2 separate regions of the Siniperca chuatsi genome follow, and region 2 is linked to region 1. The links are chromatin contacts, called in public Hi-C maps. All regions are on one chromosome and are shown on one strand. Each heading gives the region's core, a stretch centred on a gene start, on an enhancer-like site or on the middle of the called end of the contact. The rest is flanking DNA. Distances are from core to core; before and after follow the strand shown. Region 1 holds the start of klf8 (Krueppel-like factor 8). Region 2 overlaps klf8 (Krueppel-like factor 8).

What was found. A called contact is a pair of places that touch in the nucleus more often than the background predicts.
Region 2: a contact with region 1 is called in a Hi-C map of liver, with 2.8 times the contacts expected there. The contact joins the enhancer-like site here to the promoter of klf8 in region 1. A contact is called at or near these places in 3 of 3 Hi-C or Micro-C datasets (liver, skeletal muscle and an unstated tissue).

Annotation. Positions count from the first base shown.
Region 1 is chrLG14:25,026,757-25,033,459 of ASM2008510v1, forward strand. It overlaps klf8 (Krueppel-like factor 8), which reads left to right and starts at 3,442. Exons shown (of 7, transcript XM_044223464.1): 1 at 3,442-3,623. The coding sequence starts at 3,597. rbm41 (RNA-binding protein 41) reads right to left here and starts at 3,873. Exons shown (of 9, transcript XM_044223461.1): 1 at 3,774-3,873; 2 at 3,073-3,195; 3 at 2,351-2,378; 4 at 262-378. The coding sequence starts at 3,858. LOC122888715 (a long non-coding RNA gene) reads left to right here and starts at 1,757. Exons shown (of 3, transcript XR_006380766.1): 1 at 1,757-1,796; 2 at 1,954-2,014; 3 at 2,643-2,888.
Region 2 is chrLG14:25,092,241-25,098,943 of ASM2008510v1, forward strand. It overlaps klf8 (Krueppel-like factor 8), which reads left to right. Exons shown (of 7, transcript XM_044223464.1): 5 at 2,033-2,144; 6 at 5,407-5,546; 7 at 5,972-6,703. The coding sequence ends at 6,153. Among protein-coding and RNA genes, the nearest start is that of klf5l, 49 kb to the right of the region's middle. Within about 2 kb of position 4,136, the one cell type or tissue checked has an H3K27ac peak away from gene starts, as active enhancers do. A contact at or near this core is called in liver, where this site is marked.

The DNA.
Region 1 (6,703 bases), core at 2,192-4,691:
TGATAACATTAGGCAAGGGATTAGGCACATTTTTGTATCTACAACTTGTCCCAACCCCAGCACTGTAAGGACAATCTAGTTGGCTGGATGTACAAAGAATGTGGCCATAGGACATAATATAATGCCAAATTGTGCTGGACTGTAAATCCATATGGAGACAAAATGTCTGTGGAGGTTTGGATTTAACTTTCTCCACACATTATAATGTCATATTCTAATGGCAAACTCATCTTCTGGACATACAAACAGACAGTTTCTGACCGGTCAATGTCAACGTCAGTGTGGAGCTGCTGCAGCAGGAGGCTGTGCAGCTGCCGCTGGCCCTCCGTCTCCTGCTCCTCCAGCAGCGGGCCGTCCTCACATGATCGCCGGCTCACTCTGACACAACACAGAGACATCAGTTCAGACACTCAGTGGATGCTTATACAAGAGCAGGAAAAGGACACATCCACTATCATCAACAAAGTGTTACTTTCAGGTGACAGTATTCTGCTATTTGGTGGACACTATTTAAAAGTGTCTTACAGTACCACACCTAAATTGTTAACTCACGAAAATATAACACGAGACAAAGGATTTTTGTAGAAGTGAATACCAGTTACGCGGGAAGTTGAATACATAACTTTTGTCTAGGGATGGACGACAAAACCAGGGCTGCAACTAACAATTATTTTCATTATTGATTAATCTGCAGATTATCTTCTTGATAAATCGACTGATTGTTTGGCTTATAAAATGCCCGAAAATAGTGAAGAATGCCCATCCCAATTTTACAAAGCCCCACGTGCAGTCTTCAGATTGATTGTTTCCCCTTTGAGCGACTAATAGTTGAATCGATTACTTGTTTATATACGATATATAACGTGAGGATAGAAATGTGTCAAAGATTTTTCGACACTGTTTATACTGAGCTAGGGATCCCTTTAATATCATTGGGTGTATTAGGCCATTGCAGGCAATGTTTCAAATCAATAAGCAGAGTTGCGTTATAGCAACATTGAATTTACAGGATTTTTGCATCAATGTGATTAAGTACTTTAATTTGTCAGATATTTAATTCTGTCAAAAGCATACCATTTTTTATTCTGACACATTTTGACTGTTCAGTAATGGAATATTTTATCCATAGCGCCCACCACTACTTTAGTCTGAAGAGAAACAAGAAAATGTGTAAAATAAAAGATGTACAGTGGAAATACATTCAACTAAGTTACATGTGTTTTTCCAGGTACTCTGATATTGACAAAAATCACAGTACTGTAACATTACCTCAGTTCCTCAGTGGAGGTTTACAAACCACCTTAAAATCAAAACCACATATTTTTCCTCGTACCTGTAGTGCTATCTATCCATCTAGATTGTTTTGGTTGTTTTAGTTGCAGAGTTTTGGAGATATCAGCCATAGAGATGTCTGCCTTTTTTTGAATATAATGGGACTATATGGCACTCGGCTTGTGGTGCTTTAAGCGTCAAAAAATACATTTGAAAAACTCAAAAAAACCCTCAAGATAATCCACAGATTAGCTGTGAGCAGTTTCATGTGGGAACTCTTTTCTTTCTACAGACAGTTCCTACAAGAAACTGCTCACAACAAGGTCTGTGGATTATCTTGAGTAACCGGGAAAGAGACATTGCTGTTAAGTTTTTCAAATGTATTTTTTTTGTGCTTCGAGCACCACAAGCCGAGTGCCATCTAGTCCCATTATATTAAAAAAAGACAGACATCTTTACGGCCGACATCTCCAAAACTCGGCAACTCGCACCAAAACAATCTAGATGGGTAAATAGCACTACAGGTACGAGGAAAAATATGTATTTTTGATTTTGGGGTGAACTGTCCCCTTAACTGGCTTTTGAAAAAGAGGAGAGATGACTAATGTATTTCTGTTTCTAACGTTAACTTCTTTGTTTTATTTCAACTCTCTGGAAATTCCTTTATTTAATAATTAACAGGCCAGTCCATGTGATAAATTGAGACCACCCGAGGCACCCTTGACGAGGATAGCTGCCAGAGGTGAGACAGACTGTCTATGCTAAGCTATGACTCCGTTAATAAAAATGTAAATATCCAGTTTAACGTAATTTGGAATGAAATCGTGAATAACAAAACATATACGGCAGCCACAGAGTAGCTAACGCTAGCTTAGTTGGCTGCAGCTATCTCCATGACAACAGCGGTGCCTTAAGTAGATCGAATGATCGACGTAAAAGGTACGTTTCAGCATTAAACTGTTATTTTCGGGCAACACTAGTGTCAAATCAGTTCGAAAACCGAATCCGTTTGATTAAAAGAGCACAATTCTTATAAAACAAATGGTATATGACACTTATAACTCAAAGTTTTGTTTACCTTCGCATGCTTCCGCCTTGTGCTTCCACTTCCGGCGTGAGGAATCATGGGAAATGTAGTAGAATCCCCACATGAATAATAATGAAATATAAACTATGTTTCATGGTTACACTTGGGGACAATAATGCCAGAACTTAGATTTGGGGCATTTTGGGCTGAAAATAGAGCCACGCGTCTTGTATTTAGTGCAGAAATGTTAACAACTGAGAGAAAAAGCCTATATGGTAACCAGATTGTGTGTGTGTGTGTGTGTGTGTGTGTGTGTGTGTGTGTGTGTGTGTTTTCTTTTTAGCTGTTTGGCTGTATGCTGTTCTCTCTATGGAAATCCACACCAGACCTAACATGTTGCATGCATTTTTTTTCTGTTATGAAATAAGAAAAGCACATACAACCCCGTGTGTGCCACACCCTGCTTCATTAGAAAGGGTGTGGTTGGAACGCCATGCCTATCATCAGACTTGGCTGCCTTCCTTCATCTATCTGAGCTTTTATCAAACGTAAGGCTGCAAAGCCATACTGAATATATACTATGAACAGCTCTCACCCTCCCCACCCAGCTGAAGTGTCCTCAATTAGCCTGCTGGCTGACGTCAGTAAGGTGACATGGTGCTTCTCTTCACCATTGCTTGGCAATAAGCAGCCGCTGCTGCAGCATGGCATTAACAGATGGGGATACATGGATGCGAGCAGAGCCGTGCTGGTTGCATGCAATTGAAATTCACCATGCATTAGCGCGCAGTTCTGCTGCAGATGCTCTCCTCCTGCCCGCCTGCCTGCCCGCCTGCCTGCAGCCGGTGTCGGATCGCCGGTAGCTCGGCTCCTCTGCAGGGCTGCGCAGCTCATGACTGACAGAGAGATGAGGGGTGGGGACGCAGGGTGGGGTCACAAGCAGGGAGAGGCGGAGGAGGAAAAGGCAGAGAGAGAGAGCCCAGCCCTTGAATACACGGCAACAACACGCCGTCAGAGAGAGGGAGAGACACAGAGAGACTGGCAGTATTTGGGGGGAGCAAAGGGAGCCTTCGACGCTGCGGATATGAACTGAAAAGAAACACTGGAAGAGGCAGGGATCGTGTTCCTATATCCCGAACATTTACTGTAAAGGTGGAAAACTAGCCCCCCCAAAACCCTCCTCTCTCCCTGACAGTTGTTATTCAGATAGAGCTAACGTTACACCCAAAGCCCCGACCGACCCCCTCCTGCTCCTGCTGCTCCACCCCTCCGCCGCTGCACCGCTCCTGCAACCGAGATGCACACGGAGACCCGTAATAAGAAAGTAAGTGCACGTTATTGACTTTGCCCTGGTCAATGAAAAAAAACAAACAGAAGGAACATCTATCTGTGTGGATGCTCTGCCTGTACACAAGCAGAGCTGACATTGTCAGCTCAACATGTGCCAAATATAAATGTCAGTGAGTATATATACCTGTAACAGTCAATTGCAAGTGTATCCTTGCAGGCAGGCAGTTTATTTTGCAATTAGTGGAAGAATTTTGTAACAGCGACCTCATTGCATTGCTGAGAGCACGGTCATTTCCACGGTTAATACGGAAACCTCTGTCTCCTCTGTCTCTGGCTTTCTCTCTCTCTGTGCGAGGTTCGTTCAGGTTCAATTTTAAATGCTCTGTGATCTCTGAGAGGCAGGAAGGAAACGGAAGGCAGAAGCTGCAGCTTGTAGGACACCATCTTAGCTTTTAAAGGGCCAGCAGCCTCATCTGAAACGCACAAACGCACAACCCTGGGAAGCAGCCAGGTGCACCGCTTCCAGCTACACTCTGCATGGGCCCTGCTGCCGACTTGCGCCTTTAAATGAGTCTAGCTTCAACAGAGTATGTTTGTGTGTCAGTCAGGCTGGCAGTATACTCTAAAGTAAATTAAATCTGGCCGGTGATCACAATGTTATGGTACACAAAGCTTAAAGCAAACACCAGTATCCTCACTGCAGCTCCAGATCTGTTGGTTTGATGGATTGCAGGGAAGATGATGGAGACAAGTTACAGTTTGGTACACAACAACAAGTTCCTCATACAGAAGTGGACTTTGACCTGCAAATTTTCATGGCCAACCGATAGTGACAATTGATGTGTCTTGTGTTTGAACAAGGATTGCTTGTTTGATGGATTTTAGTTGTGTGCAGTAAACACTAGCAGTGATATCATGAAGTATCACTCTTGCTCTGCTGTTTTTTTAAATTTTATTTTTTGTACTTAATTTTTGCTCCGTTCAATGTTTTGTAATTACCAGCATTGGAGCATTGGTGACATCACATCTTGTTTCAGTGTGGAGTGCGGGCAAGACAGGTCTGACCTAATCTTCAACACACTGTTATTATCATTATCCATTAGTCTGACGATTATTTTTTGTTGATTAATAAATTAATTGTTAATATAAAATGTCAGGAAAAAACGCCCACCAAATTTTCTGAGAGCCCAAGGCGATGTCTTCAAATTGCTTGTTTTGTCCAACCAACAGCACAAACCCTAAAGATATTCAATTTAAAATAAAAAACAAAATGAGAAAAGTAATCCTTAATCCAAATTCTTACATTTTAGAAGCTGGAACCTGAGAATATTTAGTATGTGTGCTTTATAAATAATGTTTTAACGATTACTCAATTATGAAAATAGCTGGCGATTGATTTTCTCTAGATCGACAAATTGATCAATTGACAATTGTTTCAGCCTTACACTCCACTGAAGTATACTTAAAGTGCGCAGCCTGCAACCAGTTGTGTGACACTGTTGAATAGTTGATGGTGCATTAGGAAGTCGTAAAGGAGGCGGTGGAAAAATTGCAAGACATTTGTCTAGCCGGATCATAAATAATCGTTTTGATAACTTACCATAATAATTTAATAGATATACTATACAGATACCTAGCACTTTCTTGTACCAACCCTGTATTTCACACCTATGAGCAACACTTTTCCTTATCCAGTTTCCTTGAGTACCTCAAATGTACACGTGTAAAGTTAACGAGTGTTGTGTCATGTCGGCTGTTAGAAATGTATTTGCTGGATGGTCAGCAGACTTTAAAGTGGAAATGATAGCTAACATTGTCAAGCTAACAGGGACTAAGACAGCTAAGGGGAAGTGTACTTATACAAACATTTCTCAGAGGTAGAGCTGCTATGGAAGTTGAAATAATCTCATTAGTGTTGTGAAACCAAAAAGAGCCAAAGTTAGCTAACTGGCAAACACGACTAACAAAAACTAAGGTCAGAACATGACTAAAAACATAAAAGGAAAGGATATTTCATCAATTCAAAATGTTAGCAGGCAAGTTATCTTTTGTGTCTTGATAGCTAACGTTACAGGCTGGTTTTGAACTTGGATGGTTAGCCACTCTATGCTAACAAAGATATTTCTAAGAAGCATTTCTTCAGGTATAACAAGAATGCTAGTCTTCATAACATTACATTTCCTCCTCTCGTAAGTGTCACCTTTTTCCACTGAGCTCCACTAGGGCAGCTCCATCTTCAGGTGAAGGTGGGTTAGCAAAGCTAGCGACTTAAGGCCTTTGAACACCGGGGGCGTTTTTTTCGTGCGGTTATTACGCATGTCAATATGTTTTTCTGAACTTTTTTTTTTTAGTACTTTCACACAGAAGGTGAATATTACACGCCAAAAAAGTGACATACATTTTTTTTTGGAGTGAGGTCGATTTTTCTGAGTTTTCGCACAGTGAATAAAGGCATTAACCAATGAAATTGCGCGTGTTGGACGTCACGTCACAACTCCTAATGATAATGGCGGATCTGTTTGATTTTGTTTTTGTCCCAAGAAGCGCAGACTGGTTTTTAACTGTTAATGATCTACAGAGGATTTCTGCAGCAGCAGCGCAGTGAAAGCCTGTGATGGAGGTGGTGCTGCTGACCATCGTGTCCTGAGCGTCTGTGTGGGCGCAGGTGAAGATCATATTTGACAGACACGCTGTCCACTGCAACAGTAGTACTGCGGATCGCTGACAGTATGAATAGTTTTGATGCGAAATATTTGCAGGCGAGTGCTTCACATTTTCGTGCCGTTTATTCGTCACGCCCACGGTGTGTAAAGGCCTTTAGCTGTACCCTGTTTGAGTGTCTCCTTTGTAAAATCTGTATGAAGGGTCAGAGTACTTTGGGCTCCAGAGAAAACATGTGACTGCTTTGCTCAATGAAGGGCTTTTAACTGAAAGTGGAAACCGACTGTAGCCTTGTGACTGAAGAAGACCGCTTTTACCCCTGCACCGCATAACCTTGCCATTTTAAAAGTAGTAACCACAGTAAATAGCTTTCAGCACGCAATACATTTAGTGAGGTGTTGTCATGACTCCCCCTGTACAATTATAATTATAATCCATTAGATACAACAAGGG
Region 2 (6,703 bases), core at 2,886-5,385, 66 kb after region 1:
GACCATTCAGGTTTCCCTAAATGTAATGTAATATCATCTAATCTTGTGAGTAGGGCCAGGTGGATTCTGAAGGTTGCTGCATTTCATAGCCCAGGAGTGCTGTACAACAATCTGACACGAGAAACAGATACAAAGAGTGAAGATGTGAGCCAGACAAGAGGAGTGAGTAAGTGAGGGAGAGAGAAGGAGATGCAAACTTTGATATTTTCTGTGTCTTGCCGAACCTGTAAAGTGAAGAAGCAGGAGGCAGCTGACATTCGCTGTTCATGTGCTTTGGTGTTGTGTGGGAGGAAAAGGAGAAGGAGGGCTGGATCGGTAGATGCAGATGGAGGAAGGGGGCGAGACTGGGTGGGTGAGGTGGAGGTGGGGGTTGGGGGGTTGAGTAAGGATGAGGAGGAGAGGGTGCAGGGGTCGAGAGGAGAGGAGAAGGGTCGTTTTGCTTTTGAAAAAGGAAGGCTGTAATGGCGGAGGAGTGGGGGTGGCTTAATTGTCTCCAGATACAAAGAACAGGTCTTTTGGTGTGTGACCCTCTCCATACCAACACACAGACACTCCACCCAAATTCCTTGCGTCACCCTTCCAACTGCCCCAACCCTGCTCACTCTCTCCAGTCTGGGTGGACTTGGAACAGTATGGCTGCCACATTCCTGCAAATAGAGGAGGGGGAGGAGAGGGGCACTAGTAATTTGCACTTTGGTTTTCATTCGTTGCGTTTTTAACTTGCATACATTGTTCTTTGTTTGCGCATGTGGTGTTTTCCGCTTTGTTAAAATTGTTTCTGATGAGCAGCAGCCTAATGAAGTTGTCAAATTGTGAATTTAGGGAAAAAAGAGAGGGAGTGATGGAGGAGCAAGAGACTCTGACTGACACAGGGAGAGAGGGGGAGAGAGAGTGGGGGTAATGTACCAATAGACTAAATAAATCAGTGCTGCTGTCTGATCCGGACACAGATTATCTGACAGAGGAGAACTTTAGAGCTGGCTGAAAATTTTCTGTGGCTTCGTCAGTGACCTCTTTCATATACGTGTAGTCATTTGTTTGTTCGTATAAAACTATTGATTATAGCAGCTTTAAATATCAAATGTGATCTTCTGATCTTGTGTAATCTCACACTGAGACAACAGGTCATGTTTGTTCAAGTGGGCCTGAATTTAAATGTCCAAATACCCAGCCTTCAACAGAAAATATTCTCAGCTACTAAGAATTTAAAAACAAGACCACAACTTAAAGGACTATCCTTCTTGGTGAAAACCCAGAAAGTATTTCTAACAGCTTGCCGAAACTTGAGTACAACCAGCAGAGGCTTCTGATAGCCTCGAGAGATTTGCCTTTTAGTTAATTTAATTTAATTGCTAATTAGCATTGTCTTTGAGTTCTACAGAATATATTTCATTAACATCTGTTCACATTGTTTTCCTCTTGCATTGACGGGAAAGCCCATTGTTGAAATGGGAGAGAAAGAAAGAGAGTGGTTTCACAAGACTTCTTCTGTTAACAGAAAGTGAAGACTAAAACACGTTTAGAATTTTTGTGAAAGATGTAGAAACACACAGAGACGTGCAGAGAAATCCAGCATGGGGTTTGGCCACAAATTTGATCCATCAATTCTGCAGCCTAGCCGACCACACCTAAATACACACACACACACACACACACACACACACACACACACACACACACACAGACACACAGACACACACACAGAGCAAGTCTTTGTCTTGCTAAGTTGCTGGAATCCAGGCATCACTGTTAAGAAGTTATTAACCCCCTACTGTTCTCTTCTGTCTGTTTCCACCCCCTCCTCCACCTCTGCACTTCTCCCTGTTCCTTGCTTCTTCCATTTCCTAATTTCATTCACTGATTTATCTCTTTCTCTGGGCCTCTCATGCTCTCCATCACCCTTCCTCAATCTCTTTCCATCCCACATTCCATCTGTCTAATTTTCAATTTTCTTCTCTTTCTGTTGGTACCACTGTTTCCCTCTTTCTATCCATCCTCCTATTGTCATTCCCCCACCCTGTCCTCTCTGCAGTTCGTATTAAGCCGGGTTCAACTTCTCCGGTGGAGTATCAGAGTGACAGTGATGCAGAGAGCGGTACAGAGTCTGGATCGGCCTCCCTCAGTGCCCAGAGCCTCGACGCCGGGTGAGTTTAGCCACAGATGGACATGACAAACAGACTACATTTAGGCACACTTTGCATATCAAATTTTTCCCACACCTGTGTGAGTTTATGCATAATAATTAAATATCCAGACATGAAAATGGGACACACTGAAACACATTTGCAGAAATGGATCAGAAAAGCTACATTTCTTCAAGCTAAGTTTCTTCACAACTTCGCCCATCTTTTGTGGTAAAATGTATCTCAGCCAATCAGATCCGGGGATCTGTGTGATGGTCCTCCTCAGGGTTATAGTGGGTGTCGAGCAGGGACGAGTTAAAGGTACACTGCGTTTTTGACCACTAGTGGCGCAATGATTTGATGAGCAGGTCTCTGTTTTGTTTGGATCTTGTTCTCTACCAGCATGTGCATTAGCATGCGGGTGATGCAGTCCACATCGCTGTAACTGTAAAGCATGGAAATGCAAATGTATAGCGGGTTGTAGACCCACACTAATCTGAATAACTCTGAATTCTGTTTTGAAGACTTGTGAATTTCCAGGGCAGTAGCTTAAGTTTGAACATGTGACAAACTACCCTTGTCTCCATGCTGACTTTACTTTTTTATATGTTTTGACTTCAGAGTATTCAGTTGATCAGTCCAGTTTATATCAGTGATACAAATAAGGCAAATCTCTTATATTAGATTGGAAGGTATTTTAACTCTTGAAACATTTCTGCTTAGGCCAAAGTCTGTATCTACTAAATAACAGACAACAGCTGTATCCCTCAGTTTTATGCAGCACACACTGGCAGCGGGTGGCAGAAATGCTTTGTTAACAGTACCAGTATATCATTAAAAGAACAGAAGAAGACTGCTAGTTGTTATAATTATAATAGTTTTGTTTACGTTACGTGTTTACGAGACAAGGTATGCATTCAACATGTTTGTAAGACCTTAAAGGAGTAGTTCAGCATTTTGGGAAATACGCTTAATTGCTGTCATTCCAAGAATGAGATAAGATTTTTTTAATCACCTCTAAAGTTGACTAATAAACATGATAACTTTGACCCGTACACAAACTTTCTTTAAGCAAAACAGTTTATCCGTCCGCCCAGCACTTGTGTGCAGCATCTCAAGCAGGGGTTGCCAGATATGTCCTGGCTACCTCACTGTGATGATAAAACTTCAGGATGCTGTGTACAGTCACTCCGCTCGGCTGTTTCTTTGCCAAAAGGCAAAACTTGCTAAACAGAGGTTTAGAGGTTTGGTAGGTGTATTTTGGACAGAGCCAGGCTAGCTGCTTCCCCCTGTTTCCAGTCTGCATGCTAAGCTAAGCTAACTGCATCCTGACTGCCATGAACCACGCGTGATGTAACCTCAGTGTAAAGTATGATACGAGTCGGCAGGTCCAGCGAGAGAGACACTAATGCGCAGCAGGGTTTCTGGGAAATACGGTCTTTGTGTGGATCACCTCCCTCCCCTGCAGCCTCCTGACTAATTACATTACTGCAGCGCTGCCATGACTGGACACTTATGTAACCTTATATAACCCTCTGTACAGCAGGACACACTGGAGACGCCCTGGCTATATCACAGGAAGACAAGTGTGTGCACGTATGTCTGTGTGTGTGTGTGCATGCTCAGTACACACTTGACTGAGGACATTTGGTCCTCTCAAGGCAAGTGTGGCCATTTGAAAGGTTGTTGTAAGGTTGCAGAGTGAAGGTTAGTGTGCCAGTGAAGTCTCTTTTATGTACAGTAATATTTGTGTTTGTGTGAACGTGTCTGTCCAGTGTGTTTATTAGTAAATCACGACAGAGCTCCTGCCACACCCAGTGGGTGAGGCCGCCTGACTGTAACTGAAATTCCGGGTGTGGATGTCGACGGTTAATTTAGTGCTGTAATCTGGTGTGTGTGTGTGTGGCACACAGAAAGAGAAAGAGACTTTAATTTAAACAAAGTGAACAAGTGTGTTTGTGGGCATTTGTTTTTTTTGTAAGACGCAGTGTGTGTGTGTGTGTGTGTGTGTGTGTGTGTGTGTGTGTGTGTGTGTGTGTTTTGCTGGGCAGGGCTGTCCCAGACCTGGGGTGTAAACATCGTTTCGTAATTCAGTTTGCCGTCACACCTTGTAAAATGGTTAGGGAGACACAGAGAGGCTTCTTTTTTTTCCAAATCAACTTTATTTACATCATGCTTATCAATGAATATCAAAAAAATCTGAATTAAATCAGAATATCACAGCACAGACAGCTTGAACGAGAATGAAATGGAGAGAAAAGACTGGATGGGTTTAGTTTGTCAGATTATCAGAAGATATGAAGGAATAAACGAGAGAGAAAGATACAGTAATGCTGAAGTGGAAGCTGTTGTGCAGCTGTGTTGACCACAGTGTGACTCTCTGACGCCCCCTGGTGGCCCCAATATAACTTAAAAATGAACCTGAACCTGATGAACCCCTGAGAGATGGGTTGCTCTATTGTGCAAATGAAGCACGTCACATGAATGTAGTTCTACAGGTTATAAAAGGAAAAACTGGTTTGGATTTGATTAAGTCAAGGCCATATTAACGTAGTATGGAGTACAATGACACACAATGATGGCCCACGGCAGGAAAGAAGTGCAATGTATTAATTCATTGAACAAAGGTTAAAACATTTTCATATTAGTTAAATGTTAATGAACAAAATTAACTTAAGCTTAGATTGACAGTTTAAACATTAATTTGCAAACACGTTTTCCTATTTTTTCACTACACTTACACTGTTGCTAGAGCCAGCCGATAACAATATCAACATTTGAGACTTAAATAAATACGAAAACAATACTGGCCGATAAACACATAACATGAATAAACGTTTTAGATGAGCATCCCTTAAATTTGGTTTGTAACTCGTGACCAACATATATACTGAGCTGGACACATGAAGAAATGAGAAATAAACATGTCAGTGCTCACTGTTCTCACATTCAAACAAAATGTGGTACTCATCTTCCAGTTACATGTTTATGACCAAAGACACTATTTCTTTTTGTGCAAGAAATATTTACAATTTAAACTTCTGTTAAAATTGGATGTACAGCTTGCCATACAACTTCGGTATATAACTTGTTAGTTACACATTGGTCAGGCCTCTTATTTTGAATAGTGCTTGATGTAAACTCAACATGATGGATGTTAAAATATTAAGATGGACTGTCCAAAGGTCAAAGGATGTTTTTTGGAAACAGGGCAATCTCCCAGAAAGTTAGTGTTCTCTTTAAGTGTCTTGATCGGCATCACTCACTCCTTTTCCTTTCTCAGGTCGGTAATGGACTTAGAGCCCGTCGATCCAGATTCGCCAGACATCAAGAGGAGGCGGATCCACATGTGTGACTATGAAGGCTGTAAAAAAGTTTACACCAAGAGTTCTCACCTCAAAGCCCACAGAAGGATACACACAGGTGAGACCTGAGCAAAACAAACGCCAACAACACAACAAAATCTAAACTGGGATTTGATTTTTTTAAAGTTAATAAACCATCACATTTTTCTGAGCATTTTGTGTAGCAAAAACCACTGGCCAAATGCTTCTGTATAGTAATATATCTTCATATGGTCACCATTTTCCACTAACATTCAATAATCATAGAGTGAAAAAAAAATTTGTAGAAGAGGCAGAGACCAATTTTATTGAGCTAAGTTGGGAATTCTGGGAAATGTAGTAAATAATCAATTGAAGTAGGATAACATGGGATGTGAGATTTGTTTTTTAAATCATTCATGCATTTTTGTTTCTACCAGTATCCCGACCTTCATCTTCCTTCTGTTGCTTCCTCCCATTCTTTCCTCTACCTTTACGCTTCTCCTTGTCTCCCGCTTCCTCCAGGAGAGAAGCCCTACCACTGCACCTGGGAGGGCTGCACCTGGCGCTTCGCCCGCTCCGACGAGCTGACTCGACACTTCCGCAAGCACACGGGGATCAAACCTTTCCGCTGCACTGAGTGCGACCGCTCCTTCTCCCGGTCCGACCACCTCTCCCTGCACCGCCGCCGCCACGTCATGATGTGAACTCTGACCTCCTTCCTCCCCCGAACACCCACAACTCCCCATCAACCTCCCCTATGAACCAGCCCCTAACCCCTCAACATCTCAGTCCCTCACAGCACATCTTGTACCAATGCCCCCACCCCACATGAACCTCTGCTTCTTCCTGTTTCCATTCTGATCCATGCTGCCCCCCCCCCCAAATCAGGATTTTAAACCCCATCAGCAGATAAAAAAGGCACTGTACCTCCTTCCTCCTCCTCCTCCTCCTCCTCCTCTTCATCTTGAAATCACAGGAATATCAGGAATGTGTCTGTGTGGTTGTGTGTGTGTGTGCAGTGGAGGCTAGGGGATTTTTACTGTGTGTGTTTCAACACATAATCATCATCATCATCATCACCGTCCACCCAACAGCCCTCCCACCCCAAAACAGTCCCCTCCCTACCACCCTCCAACTCAACCCCACCCATCACATAAGACGTCACCTCCTCGGAAAGAGAAGGATGGACTGAAGGACATCCATCAGCACGGACGTTCATCCATCCATCCATCCATCACATGCATCCATCCATCC